Linked DNA regions of Sus scrofa: regions 1, 3, 4, 5, 6 and 7 are each linked to region 2. Evidence: chromatin contacts called from public HiChIP or PLAC-seq data. All regions are on one chromosome and are shown on one strand. The core of a region is the stretch at or near the end of the contact, and the rest is flanking DNA. Distances in the headings are between cores, read along the strand shown. Region 1 overlaps FGGY (FGGY carbohydrate kinase domain-containing protein). Region 2 overlaps LOC102165506 (a long non-coding RNA gene). Region 3 has its middle 34 kb from the start of JUN. Region 4 holds the start of JUN (Jun proto-oncogene, AP-1 transcription factor subunit). Region 5 overlaps FGGY (FGGY carbohydrate kinase domain-containing protein). Region 6 overlaps FGGY (FGGY carbohydrate kinase domain-containing protein). Region 7 overlaps FGGY (FGGY carbohydrate kinase domain-containing protein).

Evidence for each region. HiChIP or PLAC-seq counts read pairs in DNA pulled down with a chosen protein or histone mark.
Region 1: a contact with region 2 is called in an H3K27ac HiChIP or PLAC-seq map of skeletal muscle, with 7 times the contacts expected there. The contact joins two enhancer-like sites. A contact is called at or near these places in 1 of 47 Hi-C or Micro-C datasets (skeletal muscle) and 2 of 2 datasets of contacts at active chromatin or transcription factors (alveolar macrophages and skeletal muscle).
Region 3: a contact with region 2 is called in an H3K27ac HiChIP or PLAC-seq map of skeletal muscle. The contact joins two enhancer-like sites. A contact is called at or near these places in 1 of 47 Hi-C or Micro-C datasets (fetal heart ventricle) and 2 of 2 datasets of contacts at active chromatin or transcription factors (alveolar macrophages and skeletal muscle).
Region 4: a contact with region 2 is called in an H3K27ac HiChIP or PLAC-seq map of skeletal muscle. The contact joins the promoter of JUN here to the enhancer-like site in region 2. A contact is called at or near these places in 1 of 5 promoter capture datasets (liver), 6 of 47 Hi-C or Micro-C datasets (embryonic fibroblasts, heart right ventricle, psoas muscle and 1 more) and 2 of 2 datasets of contacts at active chromatin or transcription factors (alveolar macrophages and skeletal muscle).
Region 5: a contact with region 2 is called in an H3K27ac HiChIP or PLAC-seq map of skeletal muscle. The contact joins two enhancer-like sites. A contact is called at or near these places in 5 of 47 Hi-C or Micro-C datasets (embryonic fibroblasts, psoas muscle, retroperitoneal adipose tissue and 1 more) and 2 of 2 datasets of contacts at active chromatin or transcription factors (alveolar macrophages and skeletal muscle).
Region 6: an H3K27ac HiChIP or PLAC-seq map of skeletal muscle shows a contact between it and region 2, with 6 times the contacts expected there. The contact joins two enhancer-like sites. A contact is called at or near these places in 2 of 47 Hi-C or Micro-C datasets (both in skeletal muscle) and 2 of 2 datasets of contacts at active chromatin or transcription factors (alveolar macrophages and skeletal muscle).
Region 7: an H3K27ac HiChIP or PLAC-seq map of skeletal muscle shows a contact between it and region 2. The contact joins two enhancer-like sites. A contact is called at or near these places in 2 of 47 Hi-C or Micro-C datasets (both in skeletal muscle) and 1 of 2 datasets of contacts at active chromatin or transcription factors (skeletal muscle).

What each region holds. Positions count from the first base shown.
Region 1 is chr6:152,975,405-152,978,429 of Sscrofa11.1, forward strand. All of the region lies in intron 7 of FGGY (FGGY carbohydrate kinase domain-containing protein), which reads right to left. Among named protein-coding and RNA genes, the nearest start is that of FGGY, 240 kb to the right of the region's middle. Within about 2 kb of position 1,612, at least 11 of the 83 cell types and tissues checked have an H3K27ac peak or open chromatin away from gene starts, as enhancers often do. A contact at or near this core is called in skeletal muscle, where this site is marked.
Region 2 is chr6:153,341,187-153,344,474 of Sscrofa11.1, forward strand. The region is part of intron 3 of LOC102165506 (a long non-coding RNA gene); the gene reads left to right. Among named protein-coding and RNA genes, the nearest start is that of FGGY, 130 kb to the left of the region's middle. Within about 2 kb of position 1,400, at least 4 of the 83 cell types and tissues checked have an H3K27ac peak or open chromatin away from gene starts, as enhancers often do. A contact at or near this core is called in skeletal muscle, where this site is marked.
Region 3 is chr6:153,651,209-153,654,083 of Sscrofa11.1, forward strand. No RefSeq gene overlaps it. Among named protein-coding and RNA genes, the nearest start is that of JUN, 34 kb to the right of the region's middle. Within about 2 kb of position 1,498, at least 50 of the 83 cell types and tissues checked have an H3K27ac peak or open chromatin away from gene starts, as enhancers often do. A contact at or near this core is called in skeletal muscle, where this site is marked.
Region 4 is chr6:153,685,048-153,688,354 of Sscrofa11.1, forward strand. It overlaps JUN (Jun proto-oncogene, AP-1 transcription factor subunit), which reads left to right and starts at 1,378. Exons shown (of 1, transcript NM_213880.1): 1 at 1,378-2,588. The coding sequence starts at 1,556. The coding sequence ends at 2,563.
Region 5 is chr6:152,829,949-152,833,050 of Sscrofa11.1, forward strand. The region is part of intron 14 of FGGY (FGGY carbohydrate kinase domain-containing protein); the gene reads right to left. Among named protein-coding and RNA genes, the nearest start is that of HOOK1, 120 kb to the left of the region's middle. Within about 2 kb of position 1,588, at least 19 of the 83 cell types and tissues checked have an H3K27ac peak or open chromatin away from gene starts, as enhancers often do. A contact at or near this core is called in skeletal muscle, where this site is marked.
Region 6 is chr6:152,923,400-152,926,624 of Sscrofa11.1, forward strand. The region is part of intron 8 of FGGY (FGGY carbohydrate kinase domain-containing protein); the gene reads right to left. Among named protein-coding and RNA genes, the nearest start is that of HOOK1, 220 kb to the left of the region's middle. Within about 2 kb of position 1,687, at least 3 of the 83 cell types and tissues checked have an H3K27ac peak or open chromatin away from gene starts, as enhancers often do. A contact at or near this core is called in skeletal muscle, where this site is marked.
Region 7 is chr6:153,071,895-153,075,201 of Sscrofa11.1, forward strand. The region is part of intron 5 of FGGY (FGGY carbohydrate kinase domain-containing protein); the gene reads right to left. Among named protein-coding and RNA genes, the nearest start is that of FGGY, 140 kb to the right of the region's middle. Within about 2 kb of position 1,702, at least 8 of the 83 cell types and tissues checked have an H3K27ac peak or open chromatin away from gene starts, as enhancers often do. A contact at or near this core is called in skeletal muscle, where this site is marked.

The sequences.
Region 1 (3,025 bases), core at 362-2,861, 370 kb before region 2:
CAAGACATGGAAACAAATCTAAATGTACACTGACAGATGAACAGATAGGAAGATGTGGTACATATATACAATGGAATACTACTCAGCAATAAAAAATAATGGTATCTGCAACAACTGCAACTAGAGATTCTCATACTAAGTGAGGTCAGAAAGAAAAAGACAAATACCATATGATATCACTTATATGTGGAATCTAAAACATGGGCACAAATGAACCTATCTACAAAAAAAAAGACTCAGATATAGAGAACAGACTTGTGGTTGCCAAGGGGTTGGGAGAGGGAGTGGGATGGACTGGGAGTTTGGGGTTAGTAGATGCAAACTATTACATTTAGAATGGATCATGGATAAGCAATGGGGTCCTACTGTATAGCACAGGGAACTATATCCAGTATCAGGAGATAGACCATGATAGAAGATAATATGAGAAAAAAAATGACTGGGTCACTATGCTATACAACAGAAATTGACTCAACACTGTAAATCAACTATATCCTAAAAAAAACTTAATTAATAAAAAAATCCTATGTCATTCTATGTTCAAAATAAAATACTCATTTTTTAGATGATCTATATTATGATTTCAATCTACTATGGATAACTGGAAATAATGTAAATAATCTATTTTCTCATGTTGTCTCTCTTTATATTTTCCATTTGCAGTTTCTAGCAAACAGTACTTTCTAGTTCTAGTCAAAATGGGAACAGAAGAAAGTTTAGTGGGAAAATCTGACACTGTCATCGATAAAATGAAGATGGAATATTCAGAGGGATGGGCACAGAAATACTAGAAGGCTCTGGAAGAATATTCAGCAGCTCAGACTGTAGTGAGCCTGGGCAGACTTTGTACACTCTCTACTTCGATTTGAAGAAAGAGAAGAGATAATGGGATGAAGAGACAGGAGCAGAGGCAAAAATCCTCTCACTAAGACAGTGGCCAAGATCAGAGTGGGTATGAGACCCTGAAAAGCAGCATCCTCCAGCCTCAGGCCTGGTGCTGAGATACAGAAGTCGGAGATGGAGAAATGTACTTTCCCATCTAGCTATGCTTCTGCAGTTTGAGTAACAAACATTACAAAGGTGGAGTGCAAAGCCCTGGCAGCAAGTGAGCTATGTCTGAATTTCCAGGGCCTGGGAAAACAAATATCTGCTCCATTCCATTGAAGTGAACTTTTGTTCTAAGATAAAATGAGGTTTTTTTTTTTGTTTTTTTTTTTTTTTTACTGCTTTATCTGTTCCTTTGCAGTATCACCCATTGGTATGACAAATCCTAGCTGCTTGCCCAAAGGCAAATTCTTCAGGTAGAACACTTGACAGTTTTCACACGACAGTCAGTGCCAAGGAAGCTATTTGAATGATAGGTTGATTTTCAGCATCCAATTTCCTCAACTTAGAATTCAAGGCTTTTTACATTTGAGCTTCTGACCTGGAAGAGCTGACACTTGTTGATTGCTCACACAGGTCAGGAAATGGCGCCAGTACAGTACAACCACCAGAGGAGGCGCTGTTGTCATCCCCATTTACAGAAGGGAAATCTGAGACAGCAGTTAAGTAACTTGCTCCTAACAAGTGGCAAAGCTGGGAGTTCAGAATCCACACATGGTACACAGCTCTGATTTCCTGGCCCTCTCTCACTGTTTCCTCATACTTGCACAACAAGTTTGCCATACTGAAAAGACCCATGATGGAGTCAGGCTTTTCCACACTCTTTTCACTTTCCATTCCCGCCTCCTGAAATGCTTGTCCCATTTGCACCTCCTACGTGATGCTTCCCTCACTTGTCCTGGCAGAGCTGGTTGATCCATTCCGTGTGCTCTTGTGACACTTCCCTCACATCTGGGAAAGGCAGTGTGAAGGTTACAATGGGATTTTTCTGATGACAGGTCTGCCTTCTCCACCAGCTGCTAAGCTCCTCCAGAGAAAAGACTGGATCATCTTCAGCCTGGCAGCCCCCATGCCCTACATGGCATCTGAGGCCAAGTATGGGTCTAACACATATTTGCTAATTGAATTATCTGCTACCTTGCTTCTTATACCATAAAATGTTCCCTCTCTTCATTGAGGTCAGTTTCCTCAAATGTCACCACTCTGGATTAAACTTTCCAGAACTCTCTGTACTGGCACTCTCTCACTCCTGGCACTCTCTACTGCTTTACACAGACCTGTTCTTAATAACACTTAGCAGTACCTGATAAACACATAATGATGCATATACAAATACACACATGTACACATATGCCCACACATGCACAAACACACATATCCAAATGTGCATATACATATGCACACACACATATGTATACTGGTATACATACATGTACACAAACACATATGCACAAGCATTCAGCCGTACATGCACATTGCTGAGCATGCCAATAGAGGCACATCTGTGCACACATATGCACAAACACACACATATACACATGCACAGACAGATGTGCACATAAACATATATGTGGATACACAAGCACACATGTGCATGCATACTCTGTATGCATGCATACTGTGTATATAAAAATATTCATGAGTATGTTTCTATGGGAGGTTATGGACACTCCCAACAAGAAGGAAGCTTCATAGGAGCAGGAACTTGTCTCTATTCACCACTATGTCCAAACATCTACAACAATGCCTGGCACATAAAAGGAAAATATCACGTATTTTTTAAAATAAAAGAATGACTTCGCCTTGAACACTTCTATCATTCATAATACACATTCGTTTAGATCCCATCAATCATAGCTAAATATACACGGCACTGCCAGACACTAAAGAGCTTTACAGAATGTCGCTCATTTATTCTTCAAACAACTCTATGAGGTGCGTGCAAGTACTATACCCATTTCAGAGAGGAAAAAAACTGAGGCATGAAGTATCAAGCAACTTCCCAAGGTCACAGAGACAGCAGATGGAACTAGGATTGGTGTTCAAACCAGGATTTGAACTCCTATGTTGTATTACCTCAAGACTTTTCATTTTCCTTGTGTTCAGAAGCCAGATTCTGACATCAGAATCATAGTACAGA
Region 2 (3,288 bases), core at 150-2,649:
CTCCATCGCAGCTGGCAGAATAGGTGTCGCCTCAAAACTGCCCCACTGCCTGGAGCCAGGGGCCTTGCCAGCAGGGTATATAGTCTCTTCTGTCCAGGAGTTTCCAGAACTTCGAGAAAGCGTGTGTCCAGGCCAGCTGCCCACCCAGACTTTTCCTAAGCTGTTTAACATTCCACCACTCCCTCCCTGCCTTGAAGGAGTTCAAACCCAGGTTGCAAACCACTGGACTCCATGCAAAAGGAGATTGAACTCAATGACCTCTGAGCTGGTCACGTAAGACTGGCATGAATTAAGGGAGAAAATGTTTTTTCAACTAGAATTGTTTTCTCCTTGAAGGCAAGGACCGTATAATTTGTTGATTTGGCCTCATAACTAGATTTACCCTTCCCATGGGCTCCACTCCCACCCCACCCTAGTCTAGGATACCACCGGCATTGCCCCAAATCACCAGTCTTCCTGCATGCATCTTGTTCCATTCCAGCCGAATGACCTTTCCAAGTGTATCACATTATCTCTCTGGCCTTCTTCTAATGGATTTTAAGACCAAAAGTTTTTCCCAACCAGTCCACATTGCATTCCTCGCTTATGGCTATGCCTTTGCACCGATGCCCTGGCCACCCCGCTCCTCCCCTAACTCACATTCTCATGGGCTGTTTTCCCTGCTCTGGGTACCCCCAGGTTCCCCCATGAGCTCCTCTTCAGCCCACAGTCTCAGCCACTAACATGGGGAACCAGTCCTTCCCTCGAGCCCTCTTCATTCTGGGCTGTAATTTTCTGGTCCATTTTCTGGCTCTCCTACCGGGTGTAAGCTCCAGGCAGGCTGCATCTATGTTTGTTTGTTTGTTTGTTTGTCATATTCTCAGCATCCAGCCCACAAGGCCTGAGACCCTTACTCCTAAGAGGTACTTAATGAACACATTTGCCTTCCATGGATCAGGGCTATCCTCAGAGGTGAGGTCAGACTCCTTGCCCCTCCCACCCCTGCCGAGCTTGAAAGGCCCCCAATGTGGAAGCCATTAGTGCACCCTCCCCCTGCCCTTAACTGAATTTGCTCGGAAGAGGCAGGAGCTTTTGGAAGCACCTGAATCCGATTATAGAGCTTGGAACCAAAGCCAGGCATAATCGGGCCGCCTCACCCATCCCCACCCTCCTTTTTAGCCAGATGACCAGCATCCTGCCCCCTCAGGCACCCTGCCTGCATGTTCTGGCGGTGACAGCAGTGCCACCACTGAATGGGCAGCTGTGGTCACATTTAGAGAGGGTGAGGCAGAGATACCCACTTCAACTCTGACATTCAGTCCGTCTCTTGTGACTCGGGTTGCCACTTGCCCCTAGGGCTGCAGGATGCAAGCAGGGCTAACCGTTTCATTAGATATCTGTGACATGGAAAAGGTCAGACAAGTGGGCTGGGCTGCTGAGTCACCGGGCTTGAGTGTCCATCCCTGAGACTCTGCCATCGTAGCCTGCCCATCTCAAGGGGCACTCGGTCACTCTCTGAAGCCAGTGCGATGCCTGGAATGGAGTCAGGGCAGGGTATGCAGGGGAAGATGCCCCTTGTCTGTCTCTATAAAGGGAGATGATATAACATGGTTGAGAGGAGAGCAAGCTTGGAGCAGATGCCCCTGGGTTGAAATGCCATCTCTGCAGCACTAGCTGGTACCCGAAGCAAGTTGCTTAACGTCTTCCTCCGACTCTCAGATCTTCATTTATATGGGCCCCAAAATATTTCCTAACACATAGGGCTGCTGGGAGAATAAGTGAAGTAAAGGATGAAAGGAACTTAGCAGAGAGCTTGGCGAACGGGCACCTGTCCGCAAATGGTAAGCACTATTACTTGGACACGCCGATCTCTCCGTGGATACTTGATCCCTGGGGAACACGATGTCTCCCCACAGTCAGCGGGCTCTGGCCTCCGCCGCCCCACATCCACAGTACATATCTGGGGCTTGGGGCATTTCAGTTACAATGAGGGCGAGCCAGGGAGAAATGAAAAGGAAGTAAAAGGCTAGGGGCATTTTTAGAATTTTACTATCTCAAACGGACAAATCCCTTCCTGATGGTTGTGTTGGTCCCAGTGGAAACCAGATGCATAGGTAGACATAGGGCCACACAGGCAGCCCAGCAAGCAGGGTCTTACCACGTCAGGCTTTTTGTCCTGGGCAGCTGGAGAATGCTGAGTTTGTTAACCGAGACCTCTGAAACACGCACCCTTTTACCATTCACCAAATTCACACCAAGGCTGTGGCCTTTGGCTCAAGATCCTCTTCCCCCTTCATCTAATACTTCTACTCCTCCAAACAGAGGGAAAACATCAAAGCACTCTTTGGACAACACGGAGAAGACCAAATTTGCTCAGCGGCATTTGGCAAGCTGTTTAACCTTCCTTATAACCTAGCTATCTTTAGCCTCCTTGATGCTATTTTCAAATGTCAAACGAGCAAATATTGCTTCCAGAATGGTTCTGATCTGGGATGTGACAGGATGCGTGGGGGTGGGGAGATGAGCAGGAGGTAGGGATAGTAAAGGAGCCTTCTGGTCGTGGGTGAGATCATACACCAGCTTTACAACTGCCCAAATTCTCTCCCTTCTACTGGCTCTGACACCTCCTCCAGGAAGCTGACCTGTTTAAGGGCAGTGGGGCATTCAGTACCACCGGGGCCTCATGTAGAGGGACATCTGCTTATCTGACTCTGGAGCCAGACCTGGACATCACATTAGCCAAAAGAGCAAACTGAATCTTGTGTACCCAGCCCAGTCTAAAAATATTCATTCGTTCATTCATTCTGCAGGTATTTACTGAGCAGCAACTATGGGCCAGACATGGTAATAGGCACTGGGGACACACGAGCTTGCTGAGGTTGATGCCCATTGGAATTGTCTGGGGAGTTAATGAAATGAAGCTCTGGAGCCCCACCCCCAAGAGTCAGTGCAGCAGGTTTGAGGCAGATCTGGAGCCTGAATTTTGAACCAGCACACAGGCATTCTGCTACAGGTGGTCCAGGGTATGAGAACCCCTAGGCTAGCTTGTAGCAACATCTGTTTCCTGAGTACCTCCCTGGTACTGAACAGGAGGAGCATAGAAATCCATGTTACAACCCCCAGGCCTTGAAGAACTCACCATTCATGTTCACAGCCTCCAGAAAGAGACAGACAAAGCTGCCATTTCAGGGTGCTAAGTGCTCTGAAAGCAGAGGTACAAAGTGGGTTAGGCCCCACAGAGACGGTAACCAGCCCTCAGAGAGCTGAGGAGGCTCTATAAAGGAGAATATTTGAGCTGAGCCTTTTTTT
Region 3 (2,875 bases), core at 248-2,747, 310 kb after region 2:
ATATTCTAGGCCTTTATGGATAGGCACACATTTACTTCTCACAGCAATTATATGAGGTAAGAGTCACTAACCTCCATTTGACAGATACAGAAACTGAGAGTGAGAGAGCTTAAGCAACAAATATTAGGGTCAGATTTAAAGCCAAACCTAAGAACTCCAAGGTCCCCCCACGCGCAAGGAGAGGGCAGCCAGTCCCACGGGTCTGGGCAGGCTGGCCAGAGGTCCCAGTGCATCTTCCTTGCCCGAGCCTAGACGAGTGGGTTTGGGCGGGGTCTCCCTTGTCGCAGACGCAGACGGGTCCAGCAGGTGGGACAGGAGCAGGGCTGTGGTTTGCTGTGCTGGCAGCTTGCACCGAGTGAGGGGCAGAACCTTCAAGAGTCGCTGGCACCTGACTCCTCCCGCCTGCTCGCCCAGCGGGAATCCGGGCTGTGGCTCCGCCTGCGCCTGGGCTCTGGACCAGCCGCCCTCCCGCGCGTCCCTTTTGCTTTTACCCCAGCCGCGCTGATTCCCTGCAATTACTCAGAATCGCGCCCACTTGGTTGGCTTGGTGACAAAATCAGCAGTGGCTGTCGGAGGACACCTATTTACAAACAGGACCCCCCGCCCTCAGCAGAAAGCACCCCAGGCCGAAAGCCTGGGTGTCTTGGTTCTCCTCCCGCTTTGGCCCCGGGGAGAGTGGTTTCGGGCCTCAGTTTGCCCATCTGTGTAATTGACGTTAATGTTTCTGCACAGTCAAGCGAAAGATGTACGTTGTGAAAACAGCCTGAAATTTCTTTGAAGTTTCCTACTTTCAGCTACCACAATTCTGAAAGTTATATTCTTCTCCATCATTGTCAGTCTTAATTTTTTTTTAATTTAAAAAGGAGTGAAATTGTCACCCAGGAAATATAGTCTGTGATTTATCCTGTGGTTCTTGATCCCCTGTTTGAGACACCAGTGGAAGCTCTGGAAGGCCCTTTCAACTCCCTTTCATCTGTTAATCTGATTAGTTGTGGTTATTGTTTTATTCTTGCCCATTAAGACTTTTGCGATCTCACTGATGTCCAATAGGGTGGGGAAAAGGCTGGCTTTTGCAACCAGTTATGTTCGGTTAGAATTTCTCGGTCTGCCATTTTTTGCCTATGGGACCTCGTCTAAGCCATTTACACTTGCTAAACCTCAGTTTCTCGATTATAAACTGGGGAGAACACTCGCAGAGTTGCAGGGAGGATTAGGGATGATGTTTATCAAGGGCCTGCTGAGTGACCCATGAAGGACGGTGCTAACGGGTGGGAACTCGGACGGCTTAAGCCTGGATTTCTTCACCCTGCTCCTTCTGGTGCTCCCCCCACCCCCATCCCCCCAGCACCCGGCCGGGGCGTGGCCAGCTCCCAGCCTCCCCAGGCCCGCCTGCAGCGGATGGCATCGGTCCTGCCTCCCGCACTGGCGGCTCCGGGGGCGGGACCCGCGGCAACCTGCGGCGGAAGGCTGGGCTTTATTTACGCAAAAGCCGCGGGTGGAAGCTGGCCTTGTATGGACGAAATACTGGCTGGCCGGGAACGTCGCCTGGGGAGGCAGTAAGAACCAGCCCTCGCCCGATAGGAATCTGTGAATAAATACATAACCTAACTCAAAGAATGCGTTGAAATCCCCCCCACCCCAGCCCCAGGATCACGGAAACACGACCCAAGGGGGCCTTGGGAATCCTTCCACACGCCCCATCCTATCTGATAGTTTGACTGAGTGAGGCTCAAATGATTCTCGAGTTATTATCAAGCTAGGGAGCCTGCCACCCAGTTGCCGCCGTCCTAGGGTCGTCTGGGGAGCGACTTCGGGGCTGGGAGTGAGATCTGGGTCTGAAACAAAGAAGGGAAAGGGAACCCCCTTTATGGGCACCTACTCGTGTGCTAGGCATTGTTCCTATGTGATTTCATTGACTCCTCACACCAGGCTTTGAGAGAATTTATTCCCATTTTTCATCTAGCGAAACTCTGGATCCGATAGGTAGGCGAAGTCACTTGCCCTTGAACACAGAAGCCGGTAGATGGAACAGCTGGATTCAAATACAATTCTGTCCAGTGTTCTTTCTACCCAACAGTTCCGTGCCCCTCGGGGTGGGGGTGGGGGGCCGCAGGGGTAAAGCGCAAAAGAGGCGGTTGCGACCTCAGGACAGCCGCACAATGACCCAGCTACCCAGCTGTTTCTGGGCGCCGCCCCTTGCCGGGTTTTCCTTCCCCTACCCACAGGACGTCCAAAGCCTCTATCTTCCAGTTCCACCTGTCAGCTGATTCGCTGCCACCCCGCCCGCTCGCCTGATTTGGCAGCCGGAAGTCTCACGCCCGCCCGTGACCGCTGACCTAGAGCCTCTAGTCTTATCATTGCCAAAGCCAACGTCGCCCTGGAGGTCAGACAGGTGCGCCCAGGGCGCGCATTTCTCTGGCCTCCGCCCTAGTCACGGGGCTGCATCCGGTCCGGGAGCAACAGAAACTGGTCCAGCCGCCCCTTTCCCGGCAGGGCCCCGCCCACGCCCACCCCGCGGAGACCCAGAACAGGTTTCTTCACTTTCCCTGGCCCAGTTGCTGCCGGGGGCGAGGAAGGGAAGCTGGTTGCTCAATGTGGCTGCCTATTGTTCTGGTTCTCATGAGACTTGTGGACGAGCCATCAGTCAGGTAGATTCAACTCAAGCCACCCAGCATGCACAGTGACTTGTGCACCAAGCTATAGCCAACAAACCCTTAGGATTCATCATGTGACACTTAGACCCGTGCTCTGGGCACTGGCCAGCCAGCATCAGGTTCCAAGAAGGTGAGCAGAATGGGTCAATCACCCAGTCCTTTGGGTCCATCTAGCAGTGAGTGGGTGTGGGAGGCCATTGTCAGGAGTGGCTTGGGGGTGG
Region 4 (3,307 bases), core at 128-2,627, 340 kb after region 2:
TTAACAGAGCCACCTTAAGGGCGGTGCTCCCGCCCCCCGGAAATGCGGGGGGGGGCAGGGACCTGGGCGCTTAGCCCGCCCCCTCCCCCCCGCGCGGCGGCGAAGTGCCCGCAGATGACATCGACCCCCTCAGTGACACCCGCCCAGCCCACTCAGGCCGAGCCATCGGGCCCGGTTCCCCAGCCTTCCGGGTCCCCGCATCCCCTGCCTTCCCTGAACTTGAGCCCGCCTCCTTCAGAGGCTGCGAGCCGCCGCCGGAGTCCGCCCAGCTTGCGGCAGCCACCGTCACTAGACAGTCAAACCCCAAGACGTCAGCCCACAATGCACCGGGCGGGCCAGGAAAGACGCGCCGAGGAGGGGAGGGGGAAGAGAGAGGCGCTAGTCGCGAGGAGAGGAGGGAGGGGAGGCAAAAGAAGGGCCCAACTGTAGGAGGGCAGCGGAGCATTACCTCATCCCGTGAGCCTCCGCGGGTCCAGAGAAGAATCTTCTAGGGTGGGGTCTCCATGGCGACGGGTGGGCCCGCCCTCCTGAGAGCGACAAGAGCCAATGGGAAGGCCTTGGGGTGACATCATGGGCTATTTTTAGGGGTTTACTGGTAGCAGATAAGTGTTGAGCTCCGGCTGGATAAGGGCTCAGAGTTGCACTGAGTGTGGCTGAAGCAGCGAGGCGGGAGTGGAGGTTCGCCGATTCAGGCAGGCAGACAGGCACCGTCAGTCGGGGCGGACTGCAAATCTTATTTTCTTTTCCATTTTCTCTCCCACGACCCGGAGCTAACGCCTGTGGCTCCCGGGCTGGTGTTTTGGGGAGTGCCGGGAGATCCCCTTCTCCAGCCGCCCCCAGGCGGAGAGCCCCGCTGCGCGGGCGCTGCTGACAGCTCGGAGAGCGGCCACTGTCCGCACGGGGAAGTCCGGAGACCAGCTGCAGCGGCGAGAAGTTTCCCGGCAAGGAGGACAGGGGACAAGTGGCCGCCGGGTCCCGGAGCGAACTTTCGCAAAGCTTCTCTCCGCCCGAAGCTGCCGCAGAGGCGGTAAAGAAAAGGAGGCGGTGGAGTGAGGAGGACGTGCGCTCCGCTCCGCTCGCACCGGTTGCTGAACTTGGGCGAGCGCGACCCGCGGCTGCCGGGCGCCCCCTCCCCCTCGCAGCGGAGGAGGGGACAGTCGTCGGAGTCCGGGCGGCGGAGACCCGCCGCGGGCAGGCCACCGCGGGCTTTGCGCTGCCTGCCTCCGCCTGGAAGCGAGTTCGTCCGCGGGCTCCGAGGAACCGCTGCTCCCGAGAGCTCACCGTGAGTGACCGCGACTTTTTCAAAGCCGGGAAGCGCGCGCGAGCGGACGAGTAAGAGTGCGGGCGGCGTCTCAACCTTGCGATCCCCCGGAGCGAGCTGGTGAGGAGGGCGCAGGGGGGAGGCCAGCCGGCGGGGGCGCGCGCTCTTAGAGAAACTTTCCTCGCTCACGGCCCCGGGAAGCGCGGGTGTCCCCCGTTTGCCAGCGCGCTGTTGCGGCCCCGAAACTTCTGCGCGCAACCCAAACTCACCCCACGTGAAGTGACGGACTGTTCTATGACTGCAAAGATGGAAACGACCTTCTACGACGATGCCCTCAACGCCTCGTTCCTCCAGTCCGAGAGCGGTGCCTACGGCTACAGTAACCCCAAGATCCTGAAGCAGAGCATGACCCTGAACCTGGCTGACCCGGTGGGCAACCTGAAGCCGCACCTACGGGCCAAGAACTCCGACCTCCTCACCTCGCCCGACGTGGGGCTGCTCAAGCTGGCGTCGCCCGAACTCGAGCGCCTGATAATCCAGTCCAGTAACGGGCACATCACCACCACGCCGACCCCTACCCAGTTCCTATGCCCCAAGAACGTGACTGACGAGCAGGAGGGCTTCGCCGAGGGGTTCGTGCGCGCGCTGGCCGAACTGCACAGCCAGAACACTCTGCCCAGCGTCACGTCGGCGGCGCAGCCGGTCAGCGGGGCGGGCCTGGTGGCTCCGGCGGTAGCTTCAGTGGCGGGCGGCAGCGGCAGCGGCGGCTTCAGCGCCAGCCTACACAGCGAGCCGCCAGTCTACGCTAATCTCAGCAACTTCAACCCCGGCGCGCTGAGCAGCGGCGGCGGGGCGCCCTCCTACGGCGCGGCGGGCCTGGCCTTTCCCGCTCAGCCCCAGCAGCAGCAACAGCAACCACCGCAGCCGCCGCACCACCTGCCCCAGCAGATCCCCGTGCAGCACCCGCGGCTGCAGGCCCTGAAGGAGGAGCCGCAGACGGTGCCCGAGATGCCCGGGGAAACCCCGCCCCTGTCTCCCATCGACATGGAGTCGCAGGAGCGGATCAAGGCGGAGAGGAAGCGCATGAGGAACCGCATCGCTGCCTCCAAGTGCCGGAAAAGGAAGCTGGAGAGGATCGCCCGGCTGGAGGAAAAAGTGAAAACCTTGAAAGCGCAGAACTCGGAGCTGGCGTCCACCGCCAACATGCTCAGGGAACAGGTGGCCCAGCTTAAACAAAAAGTCATGAACCACGTTAACAGTGGGTGCCAACTCATGCTAACGCAGCAGTTGCAAACGTTTTGAGGCGAGACTGTTGGGGGCTGAGGGGCAATGGAGAAAAAAAAAAAAATAGCAGAGAGACAGACTTGAGAACTTGACAAGTTGCGAGAGAGAGGGAGAAAAAAAAAAGAAGTGTCGGAGGACTAAAGCCAAGGGTATCCAAGTTGGACTGGGTTGCGTCCTGACGGCGCCCCCAGTGTGCACGAGTGGGAAGGACTTGGCTCGCCCTCCCTCGGCGCGGAGCCAGGGAGCGGCAGCCCGCGGGCTGCCCCGCTTTGCGAACGGGCTGTCCCCGCGCAAACAGAACGTTAAGACTTTTCTTTAACACTGACCAAGAACTGCATGGACCTAACATTCGATCTCATTCAGTATTAAGGGGGGGGAGGGGGGAGGGTTGCAAACTGCAATAGAGACTGTAGATTGCTTCTGTAGTACTCCTTAACACAAAGGGGGGGGTGGGGGAGGGGAGGCGGGAGGGAGGTTTGTGAGAGCGAGGCCCAGCCTGCAGATGAACTCTTTCTGGCCTGCCTTCCATTACTGTGTATGTACATATATATATTTTTTAATTTGATGAAAGCTGATTACTGTCAATAAACAGCTTCATGCCTTTGTAAGTTATTTCATGTTTGTTTGTTTGGGTGTCCTGCCCAGTTGTTGTTTGTAAATAAGAAATTTTGAGCACTCTGAGTTTACCATTTGTAATAAAGTATATAATTTTTTTATGTTTTGTTTCTGAAAATTCCAGAAAGGATATTTAAGAAAATACAA
Region 5 (3,102 bases), core at 338-2,837, 510 kb before region 2:
CGCTGACTCCTCCCAGAATGGTCTGATCCCCTCGGCTGCTGAAGCAAGAGGTCAGATCCCCAGACGGAAAATTAATCTCTAAGAGTCGCTGGATAGAATTTCTAATTCACCAGTGCCAGGACACGCGGTCTGTTTCCAGCCAAGGAGGACAGGGCTGAGGCTTTAGCTTCCCTAGCCCACTGTACACAGTCAAGCCAAGCTGACACCACCCCCCAGGAGCCCACAGCATCCAACAGTCAAGTGGACACAGGGGTCTCACTGAGAGTCCCTGAACCCACCTTTCCCAACGGGTTCCATTTTGAAATACTGTGTGATTGTATTATTATTAGAGTTAATTAATAATTTTGGGTTATTGCCTTTGAAACCGGAGTCCAGTGCTTCTTAAGTTCAAATGAGACCCTCCAAGGCTGCCATGTGGTGGGGAAAGGGAGGGAGTGACACAGCAAAGAGGAGACACGGCTCAGCTTCTATCTGTTTGATACACTGGCCTTACAAATGGTCCACAACTTTACATTCTGTGAAAACCAGAACCTGATTCTTTCAGTGTAAAGATGAGGAAACTGAGGGCCAAAGAGGTTGACCTCTTGTCCTGGGTTATACATCGAGTTGTTCAGTCACTGAACCAACAAGTGAAGCTGGGGTATGTATCCTTGAAAAAAGAGTAACTGAGACTCACAAGGAACAGTCTGGGGTGGGGCCGGTATGAACACGGAAAGCTGTTTGCAGAGACAGGGCTAAGAGCTAAGTGGGGTTAGCTTGGATTTTACCGGCTAAGGGCTTCCAATCCACATTCCTCCAGTGCAGCACCGTTCCTTTCAGTGGCTGGCTTTTTGGGTAACCAGCCTTCTCAGGCAGCTCAGGGGGAATATGCAATCTCTGCCAACTTCACCTCCATGGTAATACAACACCTGCTCATGCCATACCTGCTACCAGTTACGGATAAGGGAGACTGGGATCCTTCCCGGAAGCTCACCCCCAGGTGGGGTAAGCCGACACTGAAACACCCTAGGGCAGCACTGCAGAGAAGCAGTGGTGAGGGGGTGCGTGTAGACGTGGGCCCACTGTGAGGAGTATCCCAAGGCAGCTTTACAGATGGGTTCCAGTATTATTCCAGTGAGCAGTCCACAGGCTCAAAACATGGCAGGAGTGTATCTTACTAGCTAGCTAACCTTGGGAAAGTACTTAACCTCTTTGTGATTTGGCCTCCTTATCTGTAAAGGCCTCCTTATCTGCAAAGCACAAGACAGATCAGGACCTCATGGGATTTTTGTGAGGATTAAGTGAGTTAATCCATAGTCATACACACAATGACTGCTGACACTTCCTGACTACCCTCTGTTATCGTTTCAGGAGCCCCTTGAAGAGAAGGGTCCCAGTCCCCACCACACCACAATATGCCAGATTCACTAAAGCTAGCGGCTTCCTCATCGTCTAAGCACTTGCTCGAATCTCCGCTTTAGGATTGTCTGTAATTTTCTCCTCCATCGATTTCTGTCTGTAGCCGTTAGTCCGCTTCCTAGGGTGAAAACAACTGCTGTCATCCAGTTATCTGAACCAGCCTGGCCTGTCCGGATCCCTCCTCATCAGAGATGCCGACAGCTGAAAGTGACATGGCCAACTTGGTAGGAGTTTCAGTCTGATCAACTCCATCCAACACCCAGGCTCCTCTGGCCAAAGTGTCAGCTGAGGGGGAGGGGGAGGGGAAGGGAGGTCAATTGTGAGGTGGGGTGAAGCAGTTGCTGGCTTCCCATCTCAGCGGCCTTGTCTCAGAAGGTGCCTTGTCAGTCCCCATGTCCCCAAACATGTAACACTCTACACAAAGGCACTCTGGTGAAACAGGATAACTTCCTAGGGGCATTTAAAGTGTTCCCTTTCAATTTCAGGGAGTCTTCAAAACTGTTGGAGATACATAATAAATCTTTGCTGTTACTCCCAGGCTTGAAATAATTTACAGGCTTTTTTTCTTCAGCAGGAAGCAGTGTTATCATTTAAGAAGCACTTAATGTTGTTCATTTTTTAAAAATGAGACTATTAGCTTATTACATAAAAAAAAAAAAAAAAAGATAGATAAGAGTCAGGGGATGTTGGGCAAAGGATGCTCCCAGGACTCCTGATCCAGTTTATAGCAATCTGTTTCTAGCTGACAATCCCTACTCCCCATCAAGTGTGGCCCTTACATACTAAGCTTTCTATTGTTACTCCCCAGTTGGGATCCTTCCTAGGACTTGAGTGGATATCTTTTTTGCCTGTGTTATTCTTCGGCTTTCATTACCAACTATCTGAAAAGTCCACTTCCTGCTGCTTCTCTGCTCTCCCTAAGTTAGCATTTCCATTTCAAGCCCTCCGTCTTATACAAAACCACACTTCTCTTTCTTGCTTGTAGCTGTTACCAGGGAGCAGCTTATGTAATGGTACTCTCTGGTTTCAGGTTGCTTCATTTTTATTCTTCTAGCCTGACTGTCAGCTCCTTGAAGGTGGGGAACCTGCCCTTGTTTTTCCTCTTGTTCTTTTTTTAAACCTGTAAAACATTAGGCCCTCTCTCCTAAAATCCAATCCTTTGATGTCACCAGTAGAAACAGTGTATTTTCTGTACCAGACAGAAAACAGTGTATTTTTCTGTACCAGACAGAAAAACCTGTATTCAAATATTCAGCTTGAATATTAACAGCCAGTCTGACCTTGGGTACGTTCTTTTAATTTTCTGAGTCTGTTTTCTCATTTGTAAAAATGAAAATAACAAACTTCGAACATAAACTTATTATGAGAACTACATGAGAAACTTTAAATGTTGGTTCTGCAAGGAAATTTCTAAGCGACCAGAGCAATATGAGTTACACATGCAGCTTTCTTGTAATTTGCTTTGAAACAGGAAGAAAATTTGGAAACCTTGAGGAAGAGATATGTTTCAAGAAACATAAACTCTGAGACATACAGACTTCAATTCCTCATGCCATTACTTAATAGCTGTGTGACTTTAGGGAAACTGTTTGCCCTTTCTGAGTCTCTAAATCCTCACTTGCATGATGAGAATAATCACATATATAGTATGGTGAATGGTCCAGAGTGCTGGTTCAAGAAAGAGGAGTTTCTATTCCTTTTGAC
Region 6 (3,225 bases), core at 437-2,936, 420 kb before region 2:
ATCACTTCCCTTATGTACATCTTTAGATGCTCCCCATGGCATATGAGACCTGGCTTTGATCTATTTGGCCTAATCATACATGTGGTCATATCCCCCAGCCTTTGTCCCATCATTTTTGATGGCAGTGAGTCCATAAAAGCCTAGAAGTTCCTCAAGTGAACCATCTTCTTCCTCATCTCCAAATCTTCATAAATTCTCTTCTTTCTGTCTAAAAAGGCTGCCTCTCTCACCTTCCCCTGACTAATGCTTACATGTCCTTTTATAAGACTCTGTTCTGTATTACCCGCTCTGGGAAACCTTCTCTAAATTCTGACTTCTTCCCCAGTGCTGGCTTGGCTGCTCCTCCCCGTGTCTTCCCTTAGCTCTCTGTACTTCCACGTTGTGTCCTAACACATGTTACATAGGTCAATGTACATGCCAAGATCTGTAAATACATACATAATACATACTTCATGTGCCATGTGTCGTATGCCTTGCAAATGCCAACATCATCCAAATGCCGGGCATGGCTACCATTATTATTAACATGACAACCTCACCAGCATGAAGAGCAACAACAGACTATAACCATACATCCAATCAGCTATAAGGGAAACGTGGTTAATAAAGCTCAGGCTTGCCAAAGTTTCCTCTCCTCTATTTGGAGGTTTCTGGAAAGGTTCAGAGTTGGTCCTTCTGAGAAACCCAATCCCTTTATTTCTGAGCAAAACAAGAATACATGAAACCTGTTCACAGATCTTCAGTGGTCTGACTGAACAGGAAAGGCGCCAAGCAACTGTGTCATCCAACCAAACGGTCCCCAAATTTGGGATGGAGGGAGGCTGCCAAGTATCGTTTGCAATGTCCTGAATTATTCGCAAAGGATTTAAGACTCCTTAAACTTTCATCTTTATCATTCTTCATTCATCATCATTCTGTCATCCATATATGATCACAACAGAAATGTCATTCATATGTTTCTCATCTACTTACCTCAATGCACCCAAAGTTAATTGCAAGAGAGACCGAACCCCCAAAAAAACTTTGAGGTTCTCCTCAAGTTCCCCCTGATTTTCTTTCCCCTGTGGACAAGAAACCACACGTGGCCTTTCCTAAACCAATGCCTGACTGGCTCCAGGGAGCTCAGACTGGCTTCGGCTTTGGAAGCTCTGAGAGCTGTCTGACCCCAAAGATGTAAAATCATGTCTTATATCTTTTTCACAGTCCCAACAATCTGTGGTGGGTGAACATTTACTAGTTTCTTCTGTGGTGGGGGAGGGGTAGGCGGGGTGGAGGGGAAGGAGCTTCGGGGGGGGGGGTGCCCAGTCTACACAGTAGCTAATCATCAGAGGGATTCTTAGCTCTGTTGCTCTGATGTCACATAGCAAATTGGACCCTTAAAGTCAGAACCATATTTTCTATTTCTGTCACATCCCTCATGCGTGAGCCAAGCACTAACTATCAAGTGGTTCTCAAATATGGCCCAATCAATGCTCTTTTGATTCTAAACTGGCTGTTAGGAAAAGCAGCTCTGGCCTATAGAATTTAGGGTTCCTTTGAAAAGATGCCTGGGAGCAGCCTCACAGTCAAGGCTGATGAGCAGGGACAGAGGAGAATGACATAGCTTTTTCCCCTGTGACAAGACCTTGGCACCTATGACACAGTGCTTCCATTGGCCATGCTCTGATTTTGACTTCTGGGTTGCTGGGGACAGGTTCTCTCCCTGCCCTGCTCCTGTTTAGTTTCTGTGTTTCCCTTATTAAGACCAGAGTCTGGCCTGAGTTATTGTCTCAACAATGTGACCACTGACTTTTGATTTTCTGGTTCGACTCTCAATTTTCTGTCTCAACTTGCTGTGTGACCTTGGCCCTTGGGGTGTTCATCTGAAAAATGGGGCAAACAGGACCTCTTTTCACAGACTTGTAAAGATTAAATGTGACACAGTCTATTATAGGCATTGGTACAGTGCCTGGTACATTCAGTGACTCAGGGAAACGTAGCCTGTATTAATATCATCACCTCCATACTGGCCAAAGTGTACTTCTTATTTATGGATTGGTGTACACAGGGGTGTTTAATTTTAAAAAGTACGATCTGATACCATCTTGACTAGAATGCTAAAGTAGGGTACAGATGTTGTACTGACTCTAGAGAAGAGAAAGCGAGATAAGAAACTATCACCTGGATTCATTTCTACTGGGAAGATCTGTCACTGGGATTAAACACAATTGAGGCTTTACCTTGTTAACAGCTTATTATATAAAGGCAAAGAGAATGTAGGCTGTTTTATTTATTTATTTTGTCTTTTCTAGGGTCACACTTGCATCATATGGAGGTTCCCAGGCTAGGGGTCTAATCGGAGCTATAGCCGCTGGCCTACACCACAGCCACGGCAACTTGGGATCTGAGCCGTGTCTGAGACCTACACCACAGCTCACAGCAATGCCAGATCGCTTAACCCACTGAGTGAGGCCAGGGATTGAACCCACAACCTCATGGTTCCTAGTCAGATTTGTTACAGCACCACGATGGGAACTCCATAGGCTGTTTTATAATGGGGCCTCTTTCAATAAAAGTCACAATTTCTGTGCATGTGCATCCATTGTTGCCTTTTGCAAGCACTCCCCAAAGACCCCACTCCTGCTAATCAGGTTTAGTTCAAGGGAATTTGGGCCATGTCCATACAAGACTAAACCTAAAGAATCCTGATCCTGGAGTTCCGGGAGCTGTAATGTAGGTCGCAGATGAGCTGTGGTGTAGGTCGCAGACTCGGCTTGGATCCTGAGTTGCTGTGCTCTGGCATAAGCCTGTGTGGCTACAGCTCCAATTAGACCCCTAGCCTGGGAACCTCCATATGCTGCGCATGCAGCCCTGGAAAAATACAAAAAGAGCAAAAAAAAAAAAAAAAAAAAAAAAAATCCTGATCTGCAGAACTCTCTCTCTCCATTTTTGGCCTCACAAAAGAAGAGACGGCTAACCTGGCTGGGCAAACAGAACTAGAAACTACCTATAGCTACATGGATGGCTCCCCCAGTGAGCGACTGCAGAACTGTTATAAACTGAGAAGCGTTTGTTGAATATCAGCCGAGGGGCATAGGATGAAGGAGGTTATCTCTTACATTTTCTCTACAACAATGGAGACTGTAGAGAGTGATGGTTGGATGAAGGAGGTCAGGAGAAGGGAGATGGGGAGTCGGGGTGTGAAACCTACCCTTGCTTGGCTACCTACTATGTCACAGGGGCAGT
Region 7 (3,307 bases), core at 452-2,951, 270 kb before region 2:
TGCAACCCCCCCCAAAAAAAAAAACAGTTGCCTGAGTAATTGTGTAAGGCAACTATAAATGTTTACACAGTGAGATGTGTATACAGATGTGTATATATATAGTGGGATTAGAAACCAATGAAGTTCCAGGTCTCAAAGAGTGCTATTAGCTAAAAAACACAAGAGTTGATATACCTTCCTCGGGCTTGAATAGGGACAGAAGCCCTGAGGATGAGCTAGTAGCCACATCTGGATCCCAACATGATGGAGAACAGGCCAGCAGCCCAGGCTGGCACAGACCATGTGCTTGGCCAGAGCCTGGCCTACAGAGAAGGTCCACTGGGGGTGTGGCAGAGGTCATTGTTCTTAAGGCAAAAACAGGATTATTTCTGCCCTGACACTTTTCTCTTCTGATTATATCTCTGTACAGAACTGGCTGCCTACCACCAATTCAGAAGAACATCCCACCTGGTGGATGTGATGCAAGTTTTTTTTTTTTTTTTCCTTCCTTTTAAGGACCACAAGTGCTGCCTATGGAAGCTCCCAGGCTAGGGATGGAAACGGAGCTGCAGCTTCCAGCCTACACCACAGCCATAGCAATGGCGGGATCTGAGCCTCGCCTGTGACCTAATCACAACTCATAGCAATGCCAGATACTTAACCCACTAAGAGAGGCCAGGGATCAAACCCCCATCCTCATGGATACTAGTCGGGTTCATTTCCACTGAGCCACAACAGGATCTTGCCAAATTAAAGCACTGGGCTCCTAAGGCAACAATGATACTCTGATCCCCACTGTCCCCGCCTACCCCCTCCCCCAGAAGGATGAAGAGAAGGTTCTAAGAAGATGGAATAACCTTGGTGAGAGACTAAGCAAGGAAGAGGAGGAGAGCAAAGCCTTCAGGATGTCATCCTGAGCTCTGGATCCTTCTTCCAAGATAAAACCCATGTCTGAAGTTGCCTCTTCAGCTCTGATTAACGAGGGGTCAGGGAAATGAGGGCTTGTGGTGCCGTATCATGGGCTAGTTGGGACAGATCTTGTAAACACCCACCTCCTGTCCAGTTTCTCTTGACCTTTCTCCAAGAACAGTGGCCTTAGGCAGCGGTCAACAGACGACTAATTTTAGTTTTGGTTATAACATTCAGAGCCAAAGCTCTTCCCTTGCCCAGGCTGAGACGAGACCAACACAAACCTCCTTATTCCTGTCACTCAACCTCTCCTGGTTCCCAGAACCAGGCAGACATCCGCGAAAGGCTAGGGAATCTTACCCTGTGAGCCTCCCCAGAGAAGGGGGAGGTACAGTAGATTTAGGAGTTCTTCACTCACTCACTCTACACCTGTCCATTTCCGTGCTCAGTCCCTTGACGAGTGTTTATTTAGCATCTGCCACCTAACGGGCCCAGGAGTTGGCCCAGGGTACACAGAGCTGGCTGAGATGAATAGGCTGCCTCTCCTGCAGGCAAGGCAGGACAGCCAGAAACCAGAGAGTAAATCACAGAACTGTCTGGGTGCTCAATCCAATGAAGGGCCCTTGAGCGGCATCTCATCTGGGCCAGGGGCTCGGGGACAGATTCCCAGGGAAGGAAGGTTTAAGCTGAAACCAGAAGGATAGTGAGAGCTGTGGGAAAAGAACAGGAAAAGGGCTGGACCAGCAGAAGGTGGCCTGGAATGTGCGCTGTGGAGAAGTCAGTGTGGCCAAAGCAGTTGGGGAGGGTGTGCAGAGAACCGGGGCCGTGAGGCTGCAGGGGCTGGTCATCAAGGTCTATGGCCCAGGCCAAGCGCTGGGGACTCTGACCTGAGAACAGTGGGGAGGCAATGCGTTTCAGGCAAGGCGCTGTCCTGATGAGTGTAAGGTTCAGCTCCTGTCACTGTTACTTCTATGACATTGGGTGGGTCACAGTGCCTCCTTTGATCCACCAATAAAATATGTCCTTGCCTTTTCTTTTCTTTTTTTTTTTTTTTGCTTTTTAGGGCCACACCTGTAGCATATAGAAGTTCCCAGGCTAGGGGTTGAATTGGAGCTGCATCTGCCAGCCACAGCCACAGCCACAGCCACGCCAGATCCAGGCTGCGTCTGTGACCTATACCACAGCTCATACCAATGTCAGATCCTTTAACCCACTGAGTGGGGCCAGGAATCAAACCCGCATCCTCATGGATACTGGTCGGGCTCCTTACTGCTGAGCCACAACAGGATCTCCCTCACAAACATGCTTGTATTTTGCGTCTACTCTGTGCCAGCCACATGTCACCAATGCGACGGGACAGGGAACAGAACAGGTCCTGCCATTCTTGGAACTTACATCCCAGTGGGGGCGTCAGCTTGGCAAATACGCCAGGGAGGAAACCAGCAGGGTGACGAGGAGGAGAGTGACCTGGGAGGCTGCCTTGGGGCAGGATAGGCAGGGTGGACCTCTGAGGAGAAGACCCTGGATCTGAGGCCTGAGGAACGACAAAGGTCCTTCAGAACAAGGAGAGACTTGGGCAGAGTGACTGCAAAGGCCTGGGCAGCTGAGCACGTGGAGCTGAGCACAGAGCCTGAGGCACAGGGCCAGGCTGGCTAGGGAGGCGGCATCCTGATGGCACAGGGCCTCCTTGGAGGGGGCATGTTACTGCATGAGCAACAGAGGCTGATGAATGGCCTGATCTCAGTGACACTGTAAGGTCACTTAGGCTGCTCTGTGGAGGATGGGCAGGAAGGAGACCTGAGTGAAGGAGTGAGATCCGGAAGGGGCTTCTGTCCTTCCTTTCTCCACTGCGCAGAGCACACTTCATCACCCGCCAGCTACCGGCTTCATGACCTTGGGCACGTTACTCAACCTCCTGGCATCTTAACTGTCCTCATCCACAGGGGCAATAACACCCCCTGCCTCACACTGGGCTCTTGAATACAAGTTGCCGTCATTTGCAGGAACAGGGCATGGCTAAGCGCTCCATACACCTGAGCCGTTCTCACTTCCTCACTGTTCTTTCCCTGTCTGTCTCTGCGACTGGATTCTGAGCTCCTCACCTTTACCGGCCCAGCACCTGTTCCAGTGTTAATCCTAGGGTCTCTGTCAATCAGGAGTCACAAATGGTTGCCTGAAGATGTGAGTTGGCCCAAAGACATTTTGTTCAGCAGATATAGAGATTTTGAGATACGTGACTGTGGATGCCTTCAGGCTAGAGATGCTCCCCCAGCTTCCTGGAGTCCACTCAGGATGTGACTGGGTGAACTCTTAAAAATGTGGCTTGGAACATGTGTCAGAAATGTGACCTGTAAACCACACAGTAACTCCCTAATCCCCTCTCCAGCCCCCCCCACTGGGGCAATGGACCACAGGGTCT